6 separate regions of the Mus musculus genome follow, and all the other regions are linked to region 1. Evidence: chromatin contacts called from public ChIA-PET and promoter capture Hi-C data. All regions are on one chromosome and are shown on one strand. Each heading gives the region's core, a stretch centred on a gene start, on an enhancer-like site or on the middle of the called end of the contact. The rest is flanking DNA. Distances are from core to core; before and after follow the strand shown. Region 1 holds the start of Psme3ip1 (proteasome activator subunit 3 interacting protein 1). Region 2 holds the start of Polr2c (polymerase (RNA) II (DNA directed) polypeptide C). Region 3 overlaps Slc12a3 (solute carrier family 12, member 3). Region 4 has its middle 19 kb from the start of 9330175E14Rik. Region 5 holds the start of Cx3cl1 (chemokine (C-X3-C motif) ligand 1). Region 6 has its middle 14 kb from the start of Nlrc5.

Region 1 (4,014 bases), core at 855-3,354:
TAACCTAAAGTTATTGAAGTGTCACATACTGACAGAGGTAACTATTTTAATACTGTAGTCTTGTAATGACAGGGGTCTACACAGCAAGTTATCGTCTCAAGAAATGCAGACTCTACATAAAATGAAAACTGAAAAGTGCCTTGTAAGCTATTACTCTGGAGGTACCACAAGGCAGAATTCATGGAAAGAAAAACAAAACAAAACTACAGGCTCATTTACAAATTACAAGTGGTGAGGGATGCTGCCTAGTCTTCACTACCTGTAGCCATTCAAAGGCCAAAGAACAGATACAAGAAAAAGTGAGCCTACAATATTTAGAACAAACTACTTAAAAGAAAAACTACTCAAAGGAAATGCTAATTCCTCCCAGCACTATTAGAAGTGGAAAGTAAATTAAAACTCTCTAAACAAAAGCTGGAAACCTCTTCATGTCTAGGAAGCAGGCAGGGTTTAGACTAACATTTCACTCAGTGATACATGGTTCTCAGAGCTCTATAGGTAATCAAGACCAGTATTTATGCTAGTCTCTTACATCAACAATTTTCCAGATTAGAAAACACATTGTTCCTCAACAACAATACATTACACTACCTTACTTCCACACACACAGCGTTGATTATTTTACAGAAGAAACTCTAAGATGTCAAGTCACTTCAACTAAGGAAGGACAAGCAGATGGGTTAAGTGAGGAGCCTGGGAGACTGCACGACTCTACTCAGACGGTAACAGACACTGCCAACTTTAAAAAAGTTCAAAGTACATCACTCCAGGGGACGAAACCTTACTCGGACATCTGCGCAAGACAGAATCTCAAGAGTTTCAGCCCAGTAGCTCTAACTAGGTCTCCCTCTGTAAGAACAGGGAAAGTGAGGCAGACAGCGGGCCCGGCAGGAAGTAATGCCAAATTTGGAGGCTCGCTTGGGGGTGCTGCTGGTGGGATGACTCCCCTGTCCCACTCTGGCGCGAAGGCCAGAGGCAGCAGAATCCTTACTCTGGGACACCTAGTCAGACTCCAGAGTGAGGGAAGAACCCCGACTATCCCCGTTTCCGCTTACCATCCCGATCTAGGGCTTTCCAACGGAAAGGACTGCCCTCCCCAAGGGTTTTTTACTTAATATTTAGCTCAGGCCTGGAGAGTAGGAGAATCCGCTAGGTCTGGCTCCCGCCTCCAGCCTCTCTCTAAGGCGAAGAACTCTCCCCAGCCTCGCTTCACGTCGAACTCTCCACCCCAAGGCAACACCAGACCATCCCAGGGGAAGTCGGCTTCCCACTGCAACGCAAAACTCCCCAGAAGGAATCCCTGCCCACGACGTGCGCCCCTCGGCCCCTTCGGTTCCGAGGAGCCCGAACGAGGGTCTCTCCGCGTCCGGAGCCTCCCCAGGAGGTACCTGCTTCTCACCTTAGCCAGTCTCCTCGGGAGGGTGACCCCAGGACCTCCTTCAGTCAAGATCCCCTAAAGGGGAACACCCTCTTCCAGGAACCGCTTTCAGGCGCCTCCAGCGCGGGCCTCGGAGGAGAGTGTGCCGGCTGCTTCCCAGGCTCTGACCAACGCCACCCTCTCCAAGACCCCTGCCCGGAGACGGCCACGGCCCCAGTCCAGTCTCTCCGACCCAGGCTTCAGCGGCTGTCCCCTTCCTTCACAGGCGTCGCTAGCCCTCAAGCTCCCTCCCCGGCCACGTCCCCAAGGGGCTTCCCAGAGCAGCGCGGTCGGGCTGTGGCACTGACTTGCACTAGCTCCTGGGCCCACCGGAGGGAGGGGACAGCGACAGCGGCGCGACTCCTTTGTGACAGGTCCAAGAGAGCGGTAAAGATGGACGCGGGGACACGGCACTGCCATTACGCGCAGGGGCCCACCCCCGCTTCACACCGCCCGGGCCCTCCCTCAGTCCCCTAGGAAACGCCCCTTCCTCAGTGGCAAGCCCTCTCTCTCAGACAGCCAATCATCAGTCAAGATTTGTGTCACGTGATCTCGCGGGTCGGCCCGCCAGCCTGGAATGAACCAGCTAATCCCCTTGCCGAAGGGCGAACGACCCAATCAGATCGCTCCATACGGTCTTGGAGCACCGGATTTCCACGAGGCGCTCGGGGAGGGAGAGAGCTGTTGATTGGACTATGCCGCCGGAAGCGGGGTGGAAATGTGTTGTGGCTGTAAGGAACAGGAAGCCCCGAAGGGTCAAAAGGAATACAATAGCGAAGTGTGTTTTCTTCCTTTAAGCCGTCGTTCTTTTCTTGGTTTCTTTTCTAGTTTTTTAAGAGCGAGAGTGGCCTTGGCGGCGACGGTTTACGGTAGGCGCCGCGGAGGTGAGGGCGGCTCGCCTCCCGCGCTCTCGTAGGTGAGTGCGGCCTGGGTCCGCGCCGGGAGGCGAAACCAGGCTTCTCGGCCGTGGAGAGGGTGAACTCCAAGCCAGAGTTAGGATTAGAGCCCAGGTTTGTCTCCAGCCCGCGGTCCTTTCTAGTGCGGTGTCCTGAGTCGCCCGGCTTGGGAGTTTGCGGTGCCCACTCCGGAGCGGAGCCGCGGGAGTCTGCGGGACGGCGTGGCGGTCGTGGTGGGAGGTTCCGACTCTTTCTTACGCGCCCGAGCTGCCGGGCCCCTTGTCTTCTTTCAGCACTTTGCGGTTAGCTGGAGCCATCAGGCCTAAAGTGAGCTGCTGCCTCGGTTCCATTCGGAGCAGCTCCTCGCTCCTTAGAAAACGTGGAATGCCGACTTGAGCATCGTTGAATCCCGAAGTGTGTAGTTGCAGGATGGGTACATAATAAATTTCCCCGTTGCAGCGCCTCGCTCATTCTCTTCTAGTAGGAAACAAGGCTGTGTGCTTATTTTATTAGAACACAACCGGTCGTTGAAATGTCTTCTTTGAGAGTTGGTGCCCTTGGAATGCCAGTCCACGCAGAGGGAAAGGGAGAACTATTGGTCATGGAAATGGCTTCTTGGGGGAACACAAGGTCTGTGGCCCTTGGTTTTAAAATGCAAACCCTGTGCTGCACCCTTGGGTCAGTCTGATTGTTTAAGTCTAGAGTGGACCCCACAAAGTCTAATATGAACCTCTGTAGGATTTGCAGCGACTTGTCAACCTGTGTAGCAAGTTTCGTTGGTTAAGTGAATTGATTTATTGAAGTGTCCCCAGAGACATCATAAAAATGGTTTGGAGGAGCTCCGTGTAGTGGCTTGTACCTGTAATCCTAGGACCACGAGGCTGTGTGTGGGTGTGGGGGACTGTCAGTTGGAGACAGGCCTGGCTTCCTTAGCAAGACTGCCAGAAAACAAAGCAGAGTATAAACTACCAAGCAAAATGGTTTGGCGGGTACTGCTTCTGAGATATTTGAAAGGAATCTGTAGAACTTTCTATGACAGAAGGAGCTGAGTTGAAATAAAGGCAGCTCCTGTGTTTCAGTTGGAGCCTAAGATGAGCTATGAATAATATGTAAGGGTCTGAAAGTCGGATGGCCCAATTATCTCTGAAGTTGAAGTCTTAAAAAAGGAAGAATTATGTGGGGAGCATTTACCTGGTTTCATCCTTCGTTGTCACCGTACGTTTGCTTAAAGGCAATCTTCAGCTTCAGAAATTGACAGTGAAATAATTGAACAGTGTGATTCAACTGTAAGCTTGGATATAGTGTAATATGCTTTTAGGGAAGCAGGATTAATCAGTTTTAGTGTGTTCACCTTATTGACACGTCTTCCTTCTTGAATGTGATCAGTTTCCCTCTAGAAGTGCTTCTAAGTGTTTTCACCTTTGTTTTGCAGTTTCAATTATGATGCTTCAAACCATGAGTTGCTTTTTTTTTCCAATTATCTTGGTATTTGATCTTTTTTTTTTTTTTGGTTGTTTTCAGACAGTCTCTTGTAGACAGTCTGGCCTTGGGTTTGATGTGTATGGAAAAATAACCTTAAGCTCCTGTTTTGTTTCCTTTTTTTCTCTCAGGTGTTGAAATTACAGGTGTATGCTATATTTGGCAATATGAATTAGCCTTTTTGACATTGAAATAATGATTTATCCTGTAAAGTTCTAGTCA
Region 2 (4,014 bases), core at 687-3,186, 260 kb before region 1:
CCACTAACAATAGAACCCAATCCCCCCCCAGGCACTGCTGGGCAAATGGGGCTGTAGCATACAGATGCTGCACTTAAGCATGTGTCTAGTCACCCATCAGCAAACACCTGCATGTAAACAATAATGTTCAGAAATCAGTGGTGTTGGAAACCCAGTTCTCAAGGAGCTGATGTAGGCCAGGAAGAGGCCGGAAGACCAGCTGAGGATAGGCCCAACCTGCCCTTCACCGCAGTGCTTCCTCAACTCAAGCAAGGACCAAGCTTCCTGATGATTTACTTCTGGGGCCCATTGAATGCCCTTAATCTACTTCCACCATTCCCATTCCCCGACCCCTGGTGGGAATTCCCCATCTCAGAAAACCTCGAGTGTCCATGTTTACAAACGCTCCACTCCCTTTTGGCCTCCTTCCTCTCTCAAAACAAACAAACAAACAAACGATAAAACTGGTCAGATTCTCCTGAAGGTGTCATATTTTGCCTTGTTATGTTTGCTCATGTCTTGTCTCTAACTGAAAACGTACATGATTTACATATGCAGCAGAAATAAGAAATTCATTTTTAAAAAGACACCAGGATGGATTTAAAAAAACAAAAAACCGAAGTCTGTCTGTCTGTCTGTCTCTCTCTCACACACACACACACACACACACACACACTTCAACAATAAGGAACAAAAGTATGTTGTTTGTTAAAGAAAATCTTAAGCCGGGCAGTGGTGGTGCACGCCTTTAATCCCAGCTCTTGGGAGGCAGAGGCAGAGGCAGGCAGATTTCTGAGTTCCAGGCCAGCCTGGTCTACAAAGTGAGTTCCAGGACAGCCAGGGCTACACAGAGAAACCCTGTCTTGAAAAACAAACAAACAAACAAAATTAGAAAATCTTTATAACACATGCTTTCTCTCATGTGGAATCTCTCTCTTTTTCTCTTTCTCTCTTTAATAAAGAGAAAGTTCGGAGCCTGCAAGATGTGCAAGATACTTTTTGTTGTCAAGCCTTAAGGAGTTCAATCCTGGGCCCCATATGGTGGGAGAAGAGAATCCCTCCTACAAGCTGTACTCTGACCTCTACACATGAACTCCGGTACTCGAGCCCAGAGATAGACACATATATGTAAATAAAGGTTTTCAAAAAGATAGGGGGAGACGACAAGAAAGTATAGCAGGGTACTATCTGGAAGGATGGGAGAGACCAGGTACACTCTGTGTGTGTAGATTTCAAACTACATAACGAAGCCCATGATTTTGTAAAATCAGCATATATGTTCAAAAGACACCAGCCAGTAGCGAACACTGACGTCAAAGCAAAAGCGCATCATCTACACTACTTCGGCAATCGCTGCATCACCTGCTAACGACGCCTAGCATCTACACCGCCCGGATGAGGAGGCTGCAGCCCTCCGCTGTTTAACAGTGCTTGGTTTTGATTTCTGTTGCTTTGGGGTAGACGAACAGTACTGGGAAACCCGCAGCTGAGCAAGGCACGCACCAAGGCGGGCCTAGGCTGCCCCAGCCCAGCGTACAGCACCGCAGTGTTCTCAGCCCCCACCCCGGGCGGAGGGTGGGCGGCACGGGCTCCCAGGGACGGTCGCTTACCTATTATGGGCACCTCTGCGATGAAGACCCTCCGAATGGAATTGGCCACCCTACAGGAGGAAAGACAGGCGGTGTGAGCGGCCCCGAAGCCACAGCCCCGGGGTCAGGAGCTCGAGGACCCGGCCGCCCGCCCGCCTCTCCCCTCGCCGCCTTACGCCAGGTCCGTGTTCTCGATAATGAACTTGACGTTCTCTTCGGTGAGTTCCGTGATCCGCACTGTTGGCTGGTTGGCGTACGGCATCGCGACCCTCCGCCAGGCTCCCGCGCCAGCCGCACAGCGCGCCTGCGCGGCCACCAGCAGTTTGTCGGCGGGGCAATCGGCGCTTCCGGCTAGTCGCGGGCGCAGCGCCACCTGCTGACCGGAGGCCGGAACTCTCCTGGCCTGTGTTTTCTAACCACACCGGCGCCAAAATGCATTGGTCCTATACTCTTGAAATCCCCAAGATATACAGCACAAAAATTAAATGTACAGGGTCATTCATGCCAACGTTATTTATAACTGCTAAAAATAACGCATTAGGCAATGATCGATAGAGACTTGGTTAAACTTACATACGGGGCTGGAGATACGGCATTGGGGATAAGAGCACTGGCTGTTCTTATGTAAGACTTGGATTGTATTCCCAGCACCCATATGATGCCTAACATCTTTAGCTTCAGTTTCTGAGGAAACTCTCTCCTGGTATCTGAGGGCACCAGGTATTCACATGGTGCACAAATATACATGCAAGCAAAACATCCTTATACATAAAAATAATTTTTAAAATACATAGGAATACAATGAAACCTTAAAAAAAACCATTAAAAAGTTGTACATCTATACATGAACAAAATGGCTAGGGAGGTGACTCAAGCATGCAAGACGACTGATAGGTTATTTCTCTGCTGGTAAAATGAGCCAATTCAAGACAGATTAGAATATATTAAAAGGCAGGTTTATTGGGAAGCTGCTCTCAGGTGAGTTCACTGGCCTTAAGAACAGAGGCCGGGGAACCGCCATGGGAAGGGCAGAGAGGGAGAAGAGAAAGGGCCTGGGGCAGGGGGAGGGAGATAGATCGATCCAGAGAGCAAGAGCAAAATGTCTGGATTCTATAGGGAAGAACCTCTTGGGGAAGGGCAGCCCAGCCTCTGGGCTGGAAAGTTCAGGGTGGAGGCAGAGCATGCCAGGTGGGGACTGAAGGATGCTGGGAGAACCTGGAGGCCAGGTCTGCTTTGACGGGTAAAATATGCACCTCAGTCACTTGTTCCAGGGTGCGAAGCCAAACCCTGATGTGCAAGGACACAAGGTCAAATTCTCAGAACACCTGTAAAGAGGCATGGTAATGCAAGAGTCTAATCTTAGGCTCCTGTGAGTAGGAAGATGGAGAGAAGAATCCCCTGGATGCTCTCAGGACAGTTAGATAACACACAAAGAAGCAAACAAGAGACCCACATCCGAGCTAATGTCAGAGAGAGTACTGTAATGCATACACAAGAAAAACAAAACCCATGTTTTTTTGTTTGTTTGTTTTTGTTTTTGTTTTTCAAGACAGGGTTTCTCTGTATAGCTCTGGCTGTCCTGGAACTCACTTTGTAGACCAGGCTGGCCTCGAACTCAGAAATCCGCCTGCCTCTGCCTCTGCCTCCCAAGTGCTGGGATTAAAGGTGTGTGCCACCACGCCTGGCTTTTTTTAAAATTTTTTTTTAAATGTATTTCTATTTTATATGTGTATGTATGTAATGGTACCAATACATCACGTGTGTGGAAGGATGCCAGGCCTGACTGCAAGTGCTCTTACCCACTGAGCCACCTCAAAGGTCCCCAACGTATACTCAACAATGTCCATATGTGTTAGACGATACACACTTTCCCTTCTACTCTTGATCGTGTGATGTTCTTCTGAAGTAGATACAATGCTCTCCACTTCTACAGATCTGTGTAGTTGCAGCTGAGGAGTTTAAATGGGCCTCTAAAAAGTGGCAGCTGTTCACACAGAGAAAAGAGGCCCTTAAACGGAACCCTGAAGGAACTACATTTAGAGGGCAGAGTTACCAGAGAATAAAGAGTTGCTGTAACAAGGAGTCACATTTCTTCCTGAGGGAGAGAGAAAAGCATTGACAGAGGGGGGCCTGGTCTACAGCACACACCATCCCTGTGAATCATGAATCACACTTGTCTGCTGAGAGGGATGCTATAGAGGATAGAGAAAAGATGAAGTGTAATTATGTGGCAGTAACTCTATGGAATGTCGAGAGGCATTAAAAAGAAAAAATCAGAGGTACAGAAAGAGCCTGACAGAAAGCCCTGTGGACAAGATCTGGAACTCAACTCTCCCCATCAGCTGATTTAAACAGAAAGACAGTGATTTGTACAGAAGACCGTGCTAACCATGGGCACAAAGGAAACGGCGCCAGTGTAGAGGCTGGAAGACTAATGAAAGCTAAG
Region 3 (4,014 bases), core at 1,015-3,514, 240 kb after region 1:
TTTCCCACACAGCCCAGCACAGGGCTTGCCTTCTGAACAGTCCTTCGGCTTCCTGCCTACTCATCACTCCTTCCCACTCACCGTAAGACCTCCCTGCTGTCTTTCACAGTTCCTCAAAGAATATCTTCAGCCACAAAGTATTTCTAAGCAGACCTATGGCCTGCACATTTCCTTATGGCCCAGTCCCCTGCAACCCTGCTGTGGTGGTTTGCATAAGTTTGTCCCTGATAGACTCACATGTTTGAATGCTTGGCCCACAGTGAGTGACACTGTGGCCTTGTTGGAGGAAGTGTGACACCGTGGAGGCGGGGCTTTGAGGTCTACGCTCAAGCTCTGCCCAGTGACACAGTCTCCTGCTGCCTTCAGATCAAGATGTAGAACTCTTGGCTCCTTCTCCAGCACCATGCCTGCCTGCACGCTGCCATGCTTCCCACCATGATGATAATGGACTAAAATCTCTGAAACTGTAGGTCAGCCCCAGTTAAATGTTTTCTTTTATAAGAGTTGCCTTGGTCACAGTCTCTTCATAGCGATGAAACCCTAACTAAGACACCTTCCAACCTCACTCAGCCCTAATCATGTAATTCTTGAGTAGCCATGGTGGTAAGTTGCTCCTGTCTTGAGACCTTTGGACTTGGTAAACCACCATGCCCAGCTCTGGGTGGCTTCTTTGAATCATCCAGGTTTGAGGGCATTAAGCTGCTTGAGGACAGCTCCTCTGATTGGCCACAGTTTGCCATCCAATCCCCAGTTGACCGTTCTCATAGCCCTCCACAATCTTATAGGTGTCTTTAGTTGTGTTTATGTGTTGTCTCTCTCCCCCATTGGAATATGTGTTCATCCACCTGCAGGCTGAGTTTTGTCTGGAACTTCCCTCTGTGCATAAATACACTGAGACAGACAGGCTCAAAGGAAGTTTGCTGAGTGGGTGAGGTCACCCCACCAGGTCACAGAGTGATATGCTCCTGTGAGATGGCTGCATGCCCTTGTCCTGCCCACCACCGCCACCATCACCACCACCGCCACCACCCCCGCCCCATGAAGGATGTCAGGGACGATTCCAGCATGGTTTCTCAGGGGCCTTTTGTCCTAGCTGTAAAACACGATGCAAGTAACAGGATATCCTAGAATGCTGTTCAGTCATGTTTGGCTGTGCAGATAAGAAAGTGACTTTTCTACCATCTTAAGAATTCTAGCCGGACAGTAGTGGCGTACACCTTTAATCCCAGCACTTGAGAGGCAGAGGCAGGCAGATTTCTGAGTTCGAGGCCAACCTGGTCTACAGAGTGAGTTCCAGGACAGCCAGGGCTACACAGAGAAACTCTGTCTTGAAACAACAACAACAAAAACCCGAAGAATTCTAAAGTTACATTAGGATCATGGTTCCATGGGTTCAGCTTCTGGGAAATATGGTACCTCACAGAACCAGCTATGGTGCATGAGTTTGGGATATTAGTGCTTACACAACAGTGTACCGGATTGTACCCTTGACAATCCCTCCATCTGAGCTCTAATTAAGGCCAGCAGTGGACAGTGCCCCAGCTGAACTCTGGCCAGCTGAACTTGGCCAGCTGGAGCAGCCAGCCAGGCAGATTTGAACTAGGGTTCAGAGTTCAGAATCTGACCCCACAGTCATCGCCTGAGTGCTGGCATTGCAATGTCCTCAACTTGGTGACTTTGGCAAAGTGCCTGAGTGGCACTGAGCCTCAGAGTTCTTTAAATAGAGCAGTCACAGAGTCACTGCCCTTGTTGGCTGTCTGAGGATGCACACAGCATGCAGGTGGTGGAGATGTGTCCTGAATCAGGTTCCTAGATCTTTCTACCTGATGCATCTGCTTGCTACAACCTCACCAGGCCTGTGATCACTAACTAAAACACAGGGTCAGAACATCAGCCGGACAACCATTGCCCTATTTTTAGAACGTAAGGTCCCAAGGATCAGGAAGGATGGGTGGGAACAAGGATGCCTATGTCACTAAGCAACTGTTGTCTTCACCCGAAAGTGGTTAGTGATCTTCCATGGGAACGGCATAGGAGAGGAGAAAGGCCAAGCTTAGATTTTGCAGGCGCTCCTGAAGCTGAGGACTCTGCAGTCTGGGAAAATGCTACAACATTTTTGGGAACTGAGTTCACCAACTTTAAAGGGCACAGGGCACAGGTGCCTGCCTGCTCAGAGCCACAAAAAAACCCACAGTTCCTGCAGCAAGCTTCAGCCTGAAGTTCCCTCCCTGGGCGGAGCCTGTGGCCCTGTCCCGTGGGACAGCGCCTTTAACTGGCTCTAGCTTTAGCCAATAACATGCTTGCTCTTGCCAACAGGATGTGCTCACCCTAAACCACTGATCTTTAGAACAAAGCTGGGAACAATACAAGTTCTGTTCAAAAGTGCAAGGCAGTGTTGGGTGAATGCTAGATCCAGAAGTTAAGTCCCTGAACGGAACCAACCCAGGCTGAGTGCCAGTCCACTCCCCATCTGGAAGGCCCTGAGTAGAGGACACAACTCCTGTGGCAGTGTCCCTGTCTCAAGGAACACAGTTTAGTTATGATCCTTAAAGCAGGCCCCTGCTTACAGCATCTTCCTCAGCTCAGGCACGGGTGGTAAGGATGCCTTCATGAATTACTCTTTGGCAATGTAGAGGGTCGTTACTGAGAAAAAGGAGGTCCTGCTCAGAGGCTGTGGGGTTGGGATAGTTACTGTGCAGCGCCAGCTCAACACCTGTGCAGGTGTAGCTGCGCTCACACATGGGTGGAGGTGTAGGGGTGGGTCATCAGATAAGCCACGGAGTAGGAGACTGACAGAGCCAGGTTCTGCCCCAAGCTGGAGCTAGATTAGACACCCGTTTCACCTGGTTCCACTGAGGATTGTTCCTTGTTTGTTGTCCTTAGAATGTCTGGGAACAGGGGTCTTGAGCCCCTCCCAGCCTTCTTCTAAAAGAGACTAGAATTTGCATGTTCAGGGTTCCCAAGTCTAATGAGGCTGACCTTGACTGCATCCTGAGAGATCTGGGCTGGTCTCCAACTTGGAGGGTTGGGACACACTCACAGCTGCTCTGGAGAGTTGTTCCAAGAGCTAGGGGCCCTGTTGGGTGACATCTGGCTAGGGTGGGGGTGTGTGTAGGTGTCACCTCCAGGGTGACCAGACACACCACTGTTACTCTCAGCTAATCTCGCAAGACTAGTTGGTGAGCTTTTGACGTTTCCCGAAGTTTTGGGGAAGAGGAGAAAGTGGGGCGGGAGACGCTACTCAGGTAAAATCTCATCATGCCCCCACCCCCACCCCACCCCCTCACCCGTCCAGAGATGGATTCATTTTATAGCAAGTGAACTTGGGATCGCAGTGTGATGAAGGAGAACCTTGAACCTGCTTCAGTGCTCATTAGGGAAATCAAGGCTAAGAGAGACGTGGTGTTCCTTAGCAAGGCTACACAGTGAGTTAACAGCAGGTCATAATTGCAGGTGTGTTTCTTTGAAGAGAGACTTCACTATGGAAGCTGCAGCTTGTCCCACCCATGCACCCTGGACAGTTCACACCTCAGAGTCCCCAGAGGGTTAGATGTCTTGGCGCCACCTCCACTGTCTTGACTCAGGCCACACCCTGGGCCCAACCTAGTTTTGGGAACATTCTCTTGAGAGAATGTTGATGGAACAAACCCCCTTCCCTCAGCACGTTCTCAGTAGGAAAACCTGACCTTCTGCAGGCCCTGGGAGGTGCCCAACAATGGGTGTCATGGAGCCACAGAAGGGTCCTACCTCAGAGGGTCCACATCTGGCTTAACGCCTTGGTGTCACAGTCTTGACTTTTTCAATGCCGTAAGCCACACTGGAGGACATTCTAAGGCAGAATTCAACTCCCTGTGTGTGACACCACCCTTTGGCTGCCAAGAGCTGAGTACAGGAAGCCCCAGCCCTTGAGAAGCATGTAGGTTTCAGTGTCCTCTGGGGTGGCCCAAGGAAGGACTGGTAACTGCTTCAGCTCAGATCTCTGTGCTTTGACGCTAATTGGTCTGAGATCCTGAT
Region 4 (4,014 bases), core at 969-3,468, 190 kb after region 1:
CCTTATTTGGAGTTAAGCCTAGTAGCTGTCTACTACCCAGTTCCTTAAAGACACTGCAGTGGACCCTGTCCTTACAGACATTCCCCCTACCCCCCCCCCACGCTCTTGCATCCCCCCATTCCTCCCCCCCTCCGTCCCCCCCTCCACTAACAAGCATCACTGATTTTTTTCCTATAAAGTACTGGGAATTTCTCAGGTTCTTAAAAACACAATAAAGTTATGAAAGCAGAACAAGACAAAAGCCTGGGAACTTTTCAAAAGTCTGAAGGTCACATGCTCCATGGTCTGGAGATCAGTGGGAAAAAAAAAGAATGACGTTCCGATGAAGTCTGGAGTCACTAAGAGCTCAGCAGTGGTGATCTACAACCAACACAGCTTGTTTATGGAAAGATTAATACTGTACATTGGGTATGGAACATTTTGTCATGTCTTTGTAACTTTTATTCAAATCTAAAGTTATTAGAAAAAATTAATGAGTTGGGGCTAGCAAGATGGATCAGTGTGTATGTGAATTTCTCACCAAGCCTGACCACTGGACTTCAGTCCCTGGGACGCCCAGGGTAGAAAAAGAATTAGCTCTAAAAGTTGTTCTCTGACGTCCAGATATAGGCCATGGTGGACTGATGTGTGTGTGTGTGTCTGTGCACCCATACACGCTAACTGATTAAACTTTCCTTACATTCTTATTTACTTCATGTGTGTCCCCCACCTGCATGCTATGTGCATGTGTACAGATCAGAGGACGACTTACAGAAACTGACTTTCTCCTTCCACCATGCGGGTCACAGGAATTGAACTGAGTTATCTCTTTGGCCTGATAAAAATATTTTAAAGAAATTGCAGATACCTTTAAGCCCAGCACTTGGGAGGTAGAGGCAGATGGTTCTCTGTGAATACAAGGTCAACTTGGTCTACAGTGCAAGTTTCAGGATAGCCAGTGCTGCACAGAGAAACCCTATCTCTAAAAAACCCAATCACCATCACCACCACCACCATCACCACCACCATCACCATCATCATCATCACCACCACCACCACCATCATCATCATCGATAAAATGTAAAAATAAGGAGTTGGTTTGTTGTTGTTTTTAAGAAATGGGATTCCCCCAAAGGAATCCCATTCTAGACTTCATAGAGAGGTGTGGGTGTGGCCCCAGGTCTTGGTTTGTTTGTTTGTTTTTTCGAGACAGGGTTTCTATGGATAGCCCTGGCTGTCCTGGAACTCACTTTGTAGACCAGGCTGGCCTCGAACTCAGAAATACGCCTTCCTCTGCCTCCTGAGTGCTGGGAGGGACAGGTTTTCATTACTTTTGCCTTTAGGATTTTGTGGGGGTGTGTGGGAGGGTGCGGGTATTGTTTTGATTTGGGGGAATTTTTTTTTCAGTCAGGACTCCACTGTGTAGCTCAGGGTTACTTTTCTCTTAGCTCACAATCCTCCTGCTTGGCCTCCTAACACTGAGATTACAGGCATAGCCATCATGCCTCCTATCTTTAGAGTTTAGCGTATTAAAAACTATTAAGGAGACCTTGAAGAACACTGGAGACCAGACTGACCCTCGGTTTCTTGTTTACAACTATACTAGCTTCCAAGCTCCTGTTTCTAAGTGGATGAAACCCAGCCACTCAGAGGGAGTTTGGTACCTAGGATGGTCTTGCTTCATGTGGCTACTGACACAGGCGATGTCAGTGTGTGCTTGATCCTAAGTGCCACCCCAGACCTTACATGGGATTCTCATGACAAGCCCAGCACATATTCACTCTATGCTTCTTTCCTAAAACCTACAATGTGGGGGAACTGGAGATCTATGGTAGATGTGGACAGAGGCAGATGGTCTTAGACAGTGTAAGGGACCTGTCTCAGTGTTCCACTTAGAGGGACATTAGCAAGGCTGAGGCATCCTGTGGGCCTTCTCCTGGCTCACATCCCACGAGTTTGATGATCAGGAGCCACGGATAGGAAACAGTGAACCCCAGCAGAGGGAATGAAAAGAACAGGTAGACCCCGACAGCCGCTGGTACCCCAAAGCCTTGCACCCATCTCACCTCTTCAAAGGTGATTTTGCCCATCCGTCTGTGGGAAGAGAAATTCCATCAGTCCAGGAGAACTGACCACAACACCCTTGTTCTGGCAGGAGATTGTAGGCCTCCTCAGGCAGTAGACAGTGACCCAGCCTGGGCTGGTAAGGAAGTCACTGAACAGATGCTGAGAGACAGGAGTCATGTGACCGGGACAGCAGCCATCAGAGGGGATCAGGCTGACTGCAGTCCTGTGTGAGCAAGAAGCAGTTTGGAGTAGCTCAGGCTCTGGGCTGTAACCCTACACTAACTTAACAGTGACACAGCAAGAAGTTAGGACTTGGGCTGAAGAGATGGCTCAGCAGTTAAGAGTACAGGCTGCTCTTCCAGAGGACCCTGGCTTGATTGCTAGCATCCACATGGTGGTTCACAGTAGTCTGCAATTCCCGTGTCAAGGGATCTGAACTCCATGGGCACCAGGCATACATACGTTGCACATACAAACATGCAAGCAAAAACATTTATATGCATAAAATAAATAGACACCAAAAAAGTAAAAAGAAGTTAAGAGCCTTGACCCCTCAAGACTTCAGTTTTGTCATCTGTATGGGGGACAGCAAAAACAGTTGCTTTTCTGCTCACCTCCAGGGGTATGGAAGGGACACATTCACTTAGCTTTGTGGGCATCACTTTCCCGGCCTGTGAAATGGGGGTGACAACAGTGAGAATAAATGAGATCTCCCACATGCAGAGTCAAGAACTGGTCCTGCTCTATGGTGACCCAGCAGAGGTGTAATGAATAGAGGGATTTTTTTTTCTTTTTTTTTAGCCGTGCATGATGTTGCACAGCCTTTACATCCTTTAATCTCTGGAGGTAGAGGTAGGCAGATCTCTGCATTCAAGGCTATTCTGGTCTACAGATCGAGTTCCAGGACAGCCAGGGCTACAGAAACAAATGCATGCACATGTACATGCATGCACACATGCACAGGCACATGGGAGAGGGAGGAGGGGGAGGGGAGGGAGAGGGACAGAGAAGCAGAGAGAGACAGTACACAGGCACATGAGAGAGGGGGGGAGGGGGAGAAGGAGGGGAAGGGGAGGGAGGGAAGGGAGGGAGAGATAGAGACAGTGCACAGGCACATGAGAGAGACAGAGACAGACAGATTTTGGTTTTTTTTTTTTATTAATTAATTATTTATTTATTTGGTTTTTTGGAGACAGGGTTTCTCTGTATAGTTCTGGCTGTCCTGTCACTTTGTAGACCAGGCTGGCCTCGAACTCAGAAATCCGCCTGCCTCTATCTCCTAAGTGTTGTATTAAAGGCGTGCACCACCACACCCAGCTCAGAGACAGATTTTGACAGCCAGCTGTTGCTTCTAATGATATTTGTGGGGACATTACTAACTTCAACTATGACCAGAAGCTGGATTCAGCAGAAAGCCCAGCACACATGGTGTCTGGCAGCAAAACTCAACATCTATTAGGGAATCCCCAAACAAAAACGCACAATTGTAACCAAAGACTATGTGAAAGGAGAGAGAGACCAGGCTAGAGCACCAGAGTCTTAGGCGGGGAATCTGACACAGACTGGGAGTTGGGGGAGACCTACCCTGTAGATGGAAAAGAATCAGATGGGGAAGAGGCTGGGGGAAGACTTTGGGTGGAGAGAACAGAGTGAGCCACCCTGTGAGCGGGGCCACAGAAGGAATGTAGGTGGCAGGTCAGCTGCAGGACTGGATCAGTAGCCTCTCAACTGCACCGCTCAGCCAATGAGTGCTTTAGAAATGAAGAAATACACAGTGTTAGGTTCTGGAGAGCAGCTGAGAGGTGAAACTGTATGCAGCAAGCCTCTGTGACCCTGGAGAGGATGTGGCACCGAGGTGCAAAAGAGTTTTGATGTTCTCAGAAACCAGTGAGATATACAGCTGAAAGTAAGACATTTTCTGTTCGTGGAAAGAAGACCGAAAACTACCCTCGCTAAAGGAAACCACAA
Region 5 (4,014 bases), core at 860-3,359, 170 kb before region 1:
CCACCCCTCCCTTCCTGTGCTTTTTCCTTCTAACAGACCAAATGGCTTACTGGTTTATTTTTGTGTATTGCAGCCAAATTTCAGCACCCTGAGAGCTGGGCCCCGTGGGCCCTTTATTCCCTGCTGTGGTCTTAGCAACCAGAAATGCGCTTGTCGCACAGCAGGTGTCCAGTTTGCCAACCAAATGAATGGATGAGATGCATGCAGAGGTGCTTAATGGCATATAAAACCTCGACCAACAGAGAAGTGTGTGTGTGTGTGTGGGGGGGGAGCTTCTAATTAAATCCATAGGGCCCTCGATCTGACTGACACTGGAGCTGTCCGCCTCTGCCCCCCTCCACCCCCACTGAGGATGGGGGAAGCAGGCTGGAACAGCTGAAAGCAGATATATTTTTTTTCTTTCTTTTTCTCTTTCTTGCTGAGACTTGAGTGGGAGTGAATGCGTCAGTGCTGGAGAGCAGCCTTCCCTGCTCCAACTTGCATTTGCAGGTTTGTTACATAAAGCGCTGAGCGCTCGCTCGCTCGCCTGACACAGCCCTGCAGACCCACATTTGGGGACTGACGCAGATGCCCTGCACCAGCCTGCAGCATCCCTAAAGCCTGAGACACCCCCCCCCCCTTGCTGAGGGAGCTCTAGGGTGAACCCAGCTGAATACCTCATTCAAGGGGAGAAGAAACTGAGGTTCACTGGGGTTGAGTCATCCATCCTCACTGTGTCCTGGCAAAGCCAGCAACCACGATTAGGGTCCTCAGGCATCAGACATTCTGGGTTTTCTTTTCAACCTTGCCTAGGATTTCCCTATAAGCTTAGGAAAGTGATAGCTACCACCATGACCACATGCACTTTCCAAAATGCCTCCCTAGACACTGGAGTTTTCTCACCGGTAAGGCGTGAATGCTACAGCAGTTGGGACCAGAGAAGTCAAGACCCTGCTCCATTGACACACAGGGAGGTGATGGCAAAGCAACCTCCATCTGATTCCTACTTCCCCGTGCGCACTGTCTACAAATATCTCAGGCTTGAGGGCCAGAGCTCAGACAGCAGAAAGGCAGGCACAATTTTATCCCACCACCCCCACTCCCACCCACTCACCCACCCAGCTCCCTGTGGCACTGGTGATTTAGTTCCATGGAGATATCCTTGATGCTGGGGGTTGGCTCTCATTTTTTTCCAGTTTCACAGTGCGCCCTAAGGCAGAGTGCCACCTTCTCTGAGCGACAACCTGCTAATTTAGCCTGGCTAAATAGCCTCGGCCCTCCCTGAGGATGGAGCTCTAGAGGTTAAAGGAGGTGGAATGGTCAAAAGAGAAGGTGGGCAAGGCTGTTGGTCTCTCCTTCCTTAAGTCCCTGGGCATCACTCTCTCCTGCCCTGCATACTGGCTGAGCATCCTCAAACAGATCTCTAGCTCTAGCTCTCCATCTTTCCTATGTCCCTAGGAATGTCTACACCTTGTACTACCAGGTAGTGGACTCCAGGAAGCAAGTCCGTAGAGACAAAATATTTTCTAAGCTGGGTTTGGAGAAAGTGGCAAGGATGATGGGGGAGACACAGGCAGAGAGACGACAAGCTGCACGCCAGTACTAGAGACAAGCTCCATCCCCATGAGCTGCAGTGACCTTGACCTTAACTATTTCTGGGGGCCTGGAGCGACAGGGCAGGGGAAAGTCCTACCTAGTCCCTGGCCCCGGGCCAGAGCTTATACAGGTTATAGTTAACCTCAGTAGGAAGAACCACCTCTTGTCCGTCAGCCAGGAGCCTGCTCAGGTTTCCCTCAGCCCTCGCTCTCCTCCCCACACAGCTTCTGTCTCCCACAGACACCTCCGAGGTGTCTCCCCGACTCCCACCCCAGAAGCCACTGGGATGGCTGGGACTCGCGGGGGCCTATTTTCCCCAGGGAGATGCAGTCTGCATACCCTTCCTTTCTCCCCGAGGTAGGGTCCGGGACCCACTCACCCGGCAGCAGAGTACACAAATGGAAGAACGCGGCCAGGCGCAGCAGCCACGCGAGCGGCGAGGGAGCCATGGCTGGAGTGCAGGAATTCGGCGGGCCAGGAGGCTGGGCCGTGTCGCAGCTCCTAGTAGTCACTCGCGGCTGGTCTCGGTTGCTTTTTATAATGGGCTGGCAGCCTCCGCCCCCGGCGCCCGCAGTAGGAGGCGGTGGGAGGGGAGAGGAAGAGCCTGTAGCTGCGGCTGGATTCCTCCCAGGTTGCCAGGGAACCAGTTGCAATCCTGCGCTGGGCTCCGCTGCGGGAGCGGCGCGATGGGAACCTGGTGGGTTAGCAGGGTTACCTTCCCTGGAGAACCTAGGTCTTGTCTAAGCCGGACACTGAGCCAGGGACATGCAGAGCGCTGGTCCCCGCCAGGCCGGATCTGCCAAGCTCTTTCTTGATCTGGGGGCAGATGGGGTCTTTCGCCCATGCGATGCAGAACCCCCAGCAATCACCCCTTAAAATCCCCAGATACATTTCAGCCTATGCATCTGCTGGACTCAACACCGAACCTGGCAAGCAGTTTCCTGAAACATAGATCCAGTCCTGCCTTCTATGGACAGGTGGGGAAACTGAGACCCAGAGAAGGGAGAGACCATTCCAAATCACACAGAGCTTCACTCGATAAACTTATCAAGACCACGGAGGAGAAGACTGCAGAGCCAGGGCTGCTGAGGACATGGACATGGAGGGAACATGGGCCTCCTGGCCTCCTTAGCTGTTGTGTAGCCCCTCTAGCCTTTGCTCTATCCAGGGCTGGCTGTGCCTTCTGCTAGCTCCCGAAACAGCACAGCCACGAACTTGTCTTCGGAGCTAAGGGTCTCTTGGCTCCTCTTGGACCCTAATGCAGAGCCTTAGAGAGGTCCTGCCTCCTTCCAGGGTAGCTCTGCCACTGTAGAGTCTGGCTAACCCAGCTTCTGGCTCGGATCTTCCAGAAGCTTTCTCCATGAGACCAGGCAAGACCTAGCAGCAAAGCTTGGGTACTGCACACAACCTGACTTCCCGGAAGACAGGGAGTACAATCCTGGGAGTCTAGAAAAGTCAGAGCCTCCCCAGCCTCGGGCTGGGAGTGAATTGCGCTACTCTTTTTGGGCTGCCAGCCAGAAGGAAAAACCAGTTTGTGTAGAAAACTGTCCTAGGCTAAGGTGCCAGTTGGACCATAGCCAGCCTGGTCCAGACTGCAGAGGCTGCAGCTGCCGCCCCCGAAGACCTCGTGCTCTCTCCTGCTATACATTGTAGCAGGGCTAGCACCTGGTGTGGGTACTGATAGTGTTGAGGGTGGCTGTCCTGGCAGGGATCAATATCCACTGAGGCCCAGAGAACCTGCCCTCAGCTGGCCAGATAAGAAGCCAGGAAGCCTCATTTTACAGCTGGAGAGACTTAATAAGAAGTGATAAAAATGGAGGGCTGGGCCAGGTAGGGTACCTCATGTTTGTAATTGCAGCACTGAAGAGGTGGAGGAAGGATCGTCTAAAGTTCAAGTCTAGCCTGGGCTACATAGTGACTTCCAGCCTGGCTAGAACAAAAACAAAAACAAAAACTCCAAACCAAACAGGGAAATAAAACCCAGAAGTCTAGGTTTCTTTGTGCCTGTGCAGCAGATAGGATAAGAAGGAGGGGCGGGGGGGGGACCAGAGGAAAAGGGAGAGAGAAGAGAGAGAAGACAGGGGTAGGTAGGGGAATCCAAGGAGGATTATGGGAAATCAACACTTACATATTTAAAGGGAAAGGATCTGGGAATGGAGACTTGGAATCCCTGACTGGAGGGTGAGCTCCAGAGTAGAATTTGGAGGGCAGGGAGATGGTTTGCAGGATGCAAGCCTGGCTCCAGAGTTATTGTGAAATGTTTGGATTCTGTAAAATTAGGAAGGAGGCACTAAATTAACTCTGATCCAGGCACTCTCTAATAACGTTTCCCATGGTGCTGGGGACATAGCTCAGCTGTACAGCACTCACCTGGCATGCCAAAAGCCTGGTGTCTATCCCCAACTAAACAAAACTTAATGGAGTTCCATGTTTAACACA
Region 6 (4,014 bases), core at 1,096-3,595, 140 kb after region 1:
TAGTATGTAATCATTTCATGTGATATGGGGCTGTTCCACAGTAGCTGACTGTGATTTGCCTCATGATCTAGCAGGGGAGTGGTTTTGCCAGCTGTAGACAGTTTCTGTGAATGTGTGACATTTGGAATTTTGGAGACTTCAGAGGATATATAAATGCTAGGGCCTTGAGAGGCAAGGTTACTGTTGGTTGTGGTTTGTTAAGTAGTCCTGTGCAAAAAAAAAAAAAAAAAAAAAAAAAAGAAAGAAAAAGAAAAAGAGAAAGAGAAAGAAAGAAAGGAAGGAAGGAAGGAAGGAAGAAAAGGAAAGGAAAGGAAAGGAAAGGAAAGGAAAGGAAAGGAAAGGAGAAGAAAGGAAAGAAAAGAAGAGGAAGAGGAGGGGGAATGGGGAGGGGGAGAAGGAGAAGAAGGAGAAGACGACAAAGAATACTAAATAATTAAATCCTGATGGTGAAGATCAAACTTGCCCCAAGGAACTTGATGCCCCTAATCTACAGGAAGTAGTCTAATGATAACGCTGCCCCCTTTCCCCTCTATCCTTTCTACTCTCCTATCTAGGGTTAGGGAGTGTACTGGCTAGTTTTGTGTCAACTTGACACAGCTGGAGTTATCACTGAAAAAGGAGCTTCAGTTGAGGAATTGCCTCCATGAGATCCAACTGTAAGGCATTTCTCAATTAGTGATCAAAGAGGAAAGGCCCCTTGTGGGTGGGGCCATCCCTGGGCTGGTAGTCTTGGGTTCTATAAGAGAGCAGGCTGAGCAAGCCAGGGGAGACAAGCCAGTAAAGAACATCCCTCCATGGCCTCTGCATCAGCTCCTGCTCCCTGACCTGCTTGAGTTCCAGTTCCGACTTCTTTCAGTGATGAACAGCAATGTGGAAATGTAAGCCGAATAAACCCTTTCCTCCCCAACTGCTTCTTGGTCATGATGTTTGTGCAGGAATAGAAACCCTGACTAAGACAGGGAGTTAAAAGGGAAGAAGTAAAGAGGTGGAAAAGGGTGGAAGAGAGAAAGGAACCCACAAAATAGTAGACAGAATCCCTTGTCTACTCTTAGTTTCCATCTACAGCAGCAAAAGGGTACAGCTGACCAATGACTCAGGGAAGTGGGGTTGGGAGTCTTGGCCACAGTTAGAGAGAGAAGGAAGAGATGGGAGGGGAAAGGAAAAGAGGGAAGGGGAGGAAAATCCATTTACCTGGCTTCTTGGATCATGATAGATGGTGTCCCCATATAGAGGGTCTTCTGAGTGTCTGGACTTTGCCCTCTGACCCTCAGTTTATAGGCTGTTTCTATGGCTCAGGTCCTAAAGAGAGAGAAAACAAGGTGCTCTCCCCCTCTTCCAAACTCAAGAGGAATGATGCTGTGTCCAGGACCCCAGTCCCTGCCTCAGAGGACACTTGACCCTCAAAGGTCCTTCACCTTCACAAACCAATCGAGTTCTTCCCAACCAAGTTCTGTATGTTCCTGGAGTTGGCACAGCCCAGTCATCCTGCTGCCATCTTGCCAAACAAGGAACACAGGATGACTTCCCCTACCTCCTTTAACTAAAAGCCTGGGCATCATAAGTCCATAGTTGGACTCAGCTTACTCATTTGCACAAAAGTGGAAAAGTCCTCACCACAAATGCCAGCCTCTGTCCTTGCCCACAAAGTCCCCAGGAGCTCAACATTTGGAGCCGTCTTTCTTAATAGTTTAAAGTTTTTAAATAAGCAAACAAGTGCTGGGCACGCATGTGTGCAATCCTAGCACTTGCAAGGTGAAAGCAGAAGAACCAGGAGTTCAAGAATATCTTCAGTTTCAGAGTGAGTTCAAGGTCAGCCTGGCCTATGTAAGACCCTGTCTAAAGGAAGAAGAGCAGCAGGGTGAAGCCGCAGAGGTAGTCTACCTTACTGTGATACAAAGTTAATGTTCTCTACAGTGAATTTGGTACAACAGCACCAGGAGATTCAGAGATGCAACAGAGTTGTGAGGTAGATCTTCAAGGTGACACAAATGTATCTACAAGAAGATACAGGAAGTAATGTCTCTTTCTACCCTGATGAAAACATAGCAAGCAGCTCTGAACCTCCAGTGGATGTACTGGAATCCAGATCTGGGGCCTCCCAGCCTCTGAGGCTGTGAGCTATAATTGACACCTAGACTGTGTTATTCTGTTACAGCAGTTTGAAGTGACTAAGACACAGCTGCCTGTGACCACAGAAAGCAGAAAGAAAAAAAATCTCTAAGTTGGTATGCAGGCAGAAGGCAATGCCACTTAAAGTCGACCAGAACACCCTAGAGATGTGAGGATGGGGACAGTCATTTGGAGAAATAAGCAAACAGGATGTGTGGCAATAGGGTGCCAATATTACAGCACAAGGCATTTTCAGTTAGAATCGAATAATTAAGGGTGCAGGCTGCAGCTTGGTGTGCAGTGTGTATGCATGTATTTAGCAAGCACAAGACCCTGGGGTCAATCCTCAGGAACGCACAAGACAGAAAAACCGAAGGCAATTCTATCAAAAGGCCATTTGGGGGATAGGCAGGCAAGCATGTGGAGAAAGTCTCCAAATATAGTAAAGCGATTTCTAGAGGGATCAACACTGTATGGAACTTGGGTTAAAATAGAAAAAAAATACAAAATGACCAAAGGAATGGAATAGAGCCAAATGAGCTTCACATTCACATAAAACTCACTCATCAATGGCATTTCCCAACACATCCAGTTAAAGAACTATTATTAAAATTGTGTGTGTGTGTGTGTGTGTGTGTGTGTGTGTGTGTGTGTACACGTACATCCACATGCCTGTGGGTCAGAGAGGGCATCAGATCCTCTGGAGCTTGAGTTCTAGGCAGTAGTGACCTTCCCAACATGAGTTCTGGAAACTTAACTCAAATCCTCTACAAGAGCAGGAAGTGTTTTTAAACACGGGGACATTGCTTCCCCGAAATAATTATTTTTAACTAAGTGTTTTTGTAAATGTGTTGCATAGGACTGGGGAGATGACTCAGCAGGCAAAGGCGCTTGTCAGACACCTCAGTTTGATTCCCAGAGCCCATGGAAAGCCGAAAGGAGAGAACCGACTCTACAAAGTTGTCCTCTGATCTCCACATGCCCACCATGGTGCCCACATGCTTATGTCAAACACATGTAGACGCACATGCACACATTCGTTCTCTCTCTTGTTCATGTGCTCACTTGCTTTCTCTCTCTCTCTAATAAACAAACAAACAGTTTTAAGATTGCTTGGAACTTAAAATCCTGGGATCATAGCATTTCATACCCATATAGACTGGCTGTAAGGAAAACAATGGACTCTGTTGATTGGGATTTGAAAGAACTGGAAGCCTCACATATGGCTGGCAAGAATGATACTACTTTGGAAACCAGTTTGGAAGTTCATCATAAATCCAGCTCTGCCATTCCTAGGTCTAGACCCAAGAGCTATGAAAACACTGCCCACACACAAGTGGTCCCTGGATGTTTAGACCGGATTGTTCATTTTCATTCTGAGATGCTCCACACTTCAATAAAGTTACTGGAAACATTTTATATAAACAAAGGTGTTACAATAAAACATTTCTTACCATCCACTAATTTTTCTATTTGTGTGTGTGTGTGTGTGTGTGTGTGTGTGTGTGTGTGTGCGGGGGGGGGGGGGGAGACAAAGATAAAATGAAAGCAACACACTGGAAAAGGGTTGTATGTGATTTGCTGATCTTCCTGGTAGAGCGATGATTCTAATAAAACATGGAAAGACACGCCGAGCATGGTGGCGCACGCCTTTAATCCCAGCACTTGGGAGGCAGAGGCAGGCAGATTTCTGAGTTCCAGGATAGCCAGGGCTACACAGAGAAACCCTGTCTCAAAAAGAAAAAATATGGCAAATGGCACACAATGACGGGATTGAGGGGGGGAAACAGATACGTGTGTGCTTTATATTTATGGGTAGGAGATTATTAAGAGTACTCCAGGGAAGAGCTCAGGAAGGTATCAGTGTATGTAAATTACCACGCTCCCCCAGTCACATGGTCACAG

What was found. ChIA-PET counts read pairs in DNA pulled down with a chosen protein or histone mark. Capture Hi-C pulls out chosen DNA fragments and counts their contacts.
Region 2: an RNA polymerase II ChIA-PET map of memory CD8 T cells shows a contact between it and region 1, with 59 read pairs. The contact joins the promoter of Polr2c here to the promoter of Psme3ip1 in region 1. A contact is called at or near these places in 3 of 39 promoter capture datasets (hippocampal neurons, liver and pre-B cells), 2 of 484 Hi-C or Micro-C datasets (double positive thymocytes and natural killer cells), 4 of 115 datasets of contacts at active chromatin or transcription factors (bone marrow-derived macrophages, large pre-B cells, memory CD8 T cells and 1 more) and 3 of 9 other capture datasets (adipose tissue, liver and macrophages).
Region 3: a contact with region 1 is called in an RNA polymerase II ChIA-PET map of memory CD8 T cells, with 75 read pairs. The contact joins the enhancer-like site here to the promoter of Psme3ip1 in region 1. A contact is called at or near these places in 3 of 39 promoter capture datasets (hematopoietic stem and progenitor cells, hippocampal neurons and pre-B cells), 11 of 115 datasets of contacts at active chromatin or transcription factors (the SCID.adh cell line, bone marrow-derived dendritic cells, bone marrow-derived macrophages and 6 more) and 3 of 9 other capture datasets (adipose tissue, liver and macrophages).
Region 4: a contact with region 1 is called in an RNA polymerase II ChIA-PET map of memory CD8 T cells, with 97 read pairs. The contact joins the enhancer-like site here to the promoter of Psme3ip1 in region 1. A contact is called at or near these places in 7 of 39 promoter capture datasets (embryonic stem cells, hematopoietic stem and progenitor cells, hippocampal neurons and 4 more), 2 of 484 Hi-C or Micro-C datasets (brown adipocytes and natural killer cells), 7 of 115 datasets of contacts at active chromatin or transcription factors (the 230-238 cell line, the SCID.adh cell line, bone marrow-derived dendritic cells and 4 more) and 2 of 9 other capture datasets (adipose tissue and macrophages).
Region 5: a promoter capture Hi-C map of adipose tissue shows a contact between it and region 1. The contact joins the promoter of Cx3cl1 here to the promoter of Psme3ip1 in region 1. A contact is called at or near these places in 2 of 39 promoter capture datasets (the 3T3-L1 cell line and macrophages), 1 of 484 Hi-C or Micro-C datasets (3T3-L1-derived adipocytes), 5 of 115 datasets of contacts at active chromatin or transcription factors (bone marrow-derived dendritic cells, bone marrow-derived macrophages, embryonic stem cells and 1 more) and 2 of 9 other capture datasets (adipose tissue and pancreatic islet).
Region 6: a contact with region 1 is called in an RNA polymerase II ChIA-PET map of memory CD8 T cells, with 37 read pairs. The contact joins the enhancer-like site here to the promoter of Psme3ip1 in region 1. A contact is called at or near these places in 2 of 39 promoter capture datasets (neutrophils and pre-B cells), 3 of 115 datasets of contacts at active chromatin or transcription factors (the SCID.adh cell line, effector CD8 T cells and memory CD8 T cells) and 3 of 9 other capture datasets (adipose tissue, liver and pancreatic islet).

The regions. Positions count from the first base shown.
Region 1 is chr8:94,599,816-94,603,829 of GRCm38.p6, reverse strand. Psme3ip1 (proteasome activator subunit 3 interacting protein 1) reads left to right here and starts at 2,104. Exons shown (of 8, transcript NM_028221.4): 1 at 2,104-2,333. Rspry1 (ring finger and SPRY domain containing 1) reads right to left here and starts at 1,889. Exons shown (of 15, transcript NM_026274.4): 1 at 1,400-1,889. LOC115486880 reads left to right here and starts at 939. Exons shown (of 2, transcript XM_030243886.1): 1 at 939-1,017; 2 at 1,185-2,214. The coding sequence starts at 939. The coding sequence ends at 1,894.
Region 2 is chr8:94,855,372-94,859,385 of GRCm38.p6, reverse strand. Polr2c (polymerase (RNA) II (DNA directed) polypeptide C) reads right to left here and starts at 1,936. Exons shown (of 9, transcript NM_009090.5): 1 at 1,745-1,936; 2 at 1,590-1,639. The coding sequence starts at 1,830.
Region 3 is chr8:94,361,766-94,365,779 of GRCm38.p6, reverse strand. The region is part of intron 24 of Slc12a3 (solute carrier family 12, member 3); the gene reads right to left. Among named protein-coding and RNA genes, the nearest start is that of Gm15889, 14 kb to the left of the region's middle. Within about 2 kb of position 2,264, at least 220 of the 459 cell types and tissues checked have an H3K27ac peak or open chromatin away from gene starts, as enhancers often do. A contact at or near this core is called in the SCID.adh cell line, adipose tissue, bone marrow-derived dendritic cells and 8 more, where this site is marked.
Region 4 is chr8:94,413,640-94,417,653 of GRCm38.p6, reverse strand. No RefSeq gene overlaps it. Among named protein-coding and RNA genes, the nearest start is that of 9330175E14Rik, 19 kb to the left of the region's middle. Within about 2 kb of position 2,218, at least 35 of the 459 cell types and tissues checked have an H3K27ac peak or open chromatin away from gene starts, as enhancers often do. A contact at or near this core is called in the SCID.adh cell line, memory CD8 T cells and pro-B cells, where this site is marked.
Region 5 is chr8:94,770,275-94,774,288 of GRCm38.p6, reverse strand. It overlaps Cx3cl1 (chemokine (C-X3-C motif) ligand 1), which reads right to left and starts at 2,109. Exons shown (of 3, transcript NM_009142.3): 1 at 1,955-2,109. The coding sequence starts at 2,024.
Region 6 is chr8:94,456,977-94,460,990 of GRCm38.p6, reverse strand. It overlaps a transcript of Nlrc5 not described here. Among named protein-coding and RNA genes, the nearest start is that of Nlrc5, 14 kb to the left of the region's middle. Within about 2 kb of position 2,345, at least 56 of the 459 cell types and tissues checked have an H3K27ac peak or open chromatin away from gene starts, as enhancers often do. A contact at or near this core is called in adipose tissue, effector CD8 T cells, liver and 2 more, where this site is marked.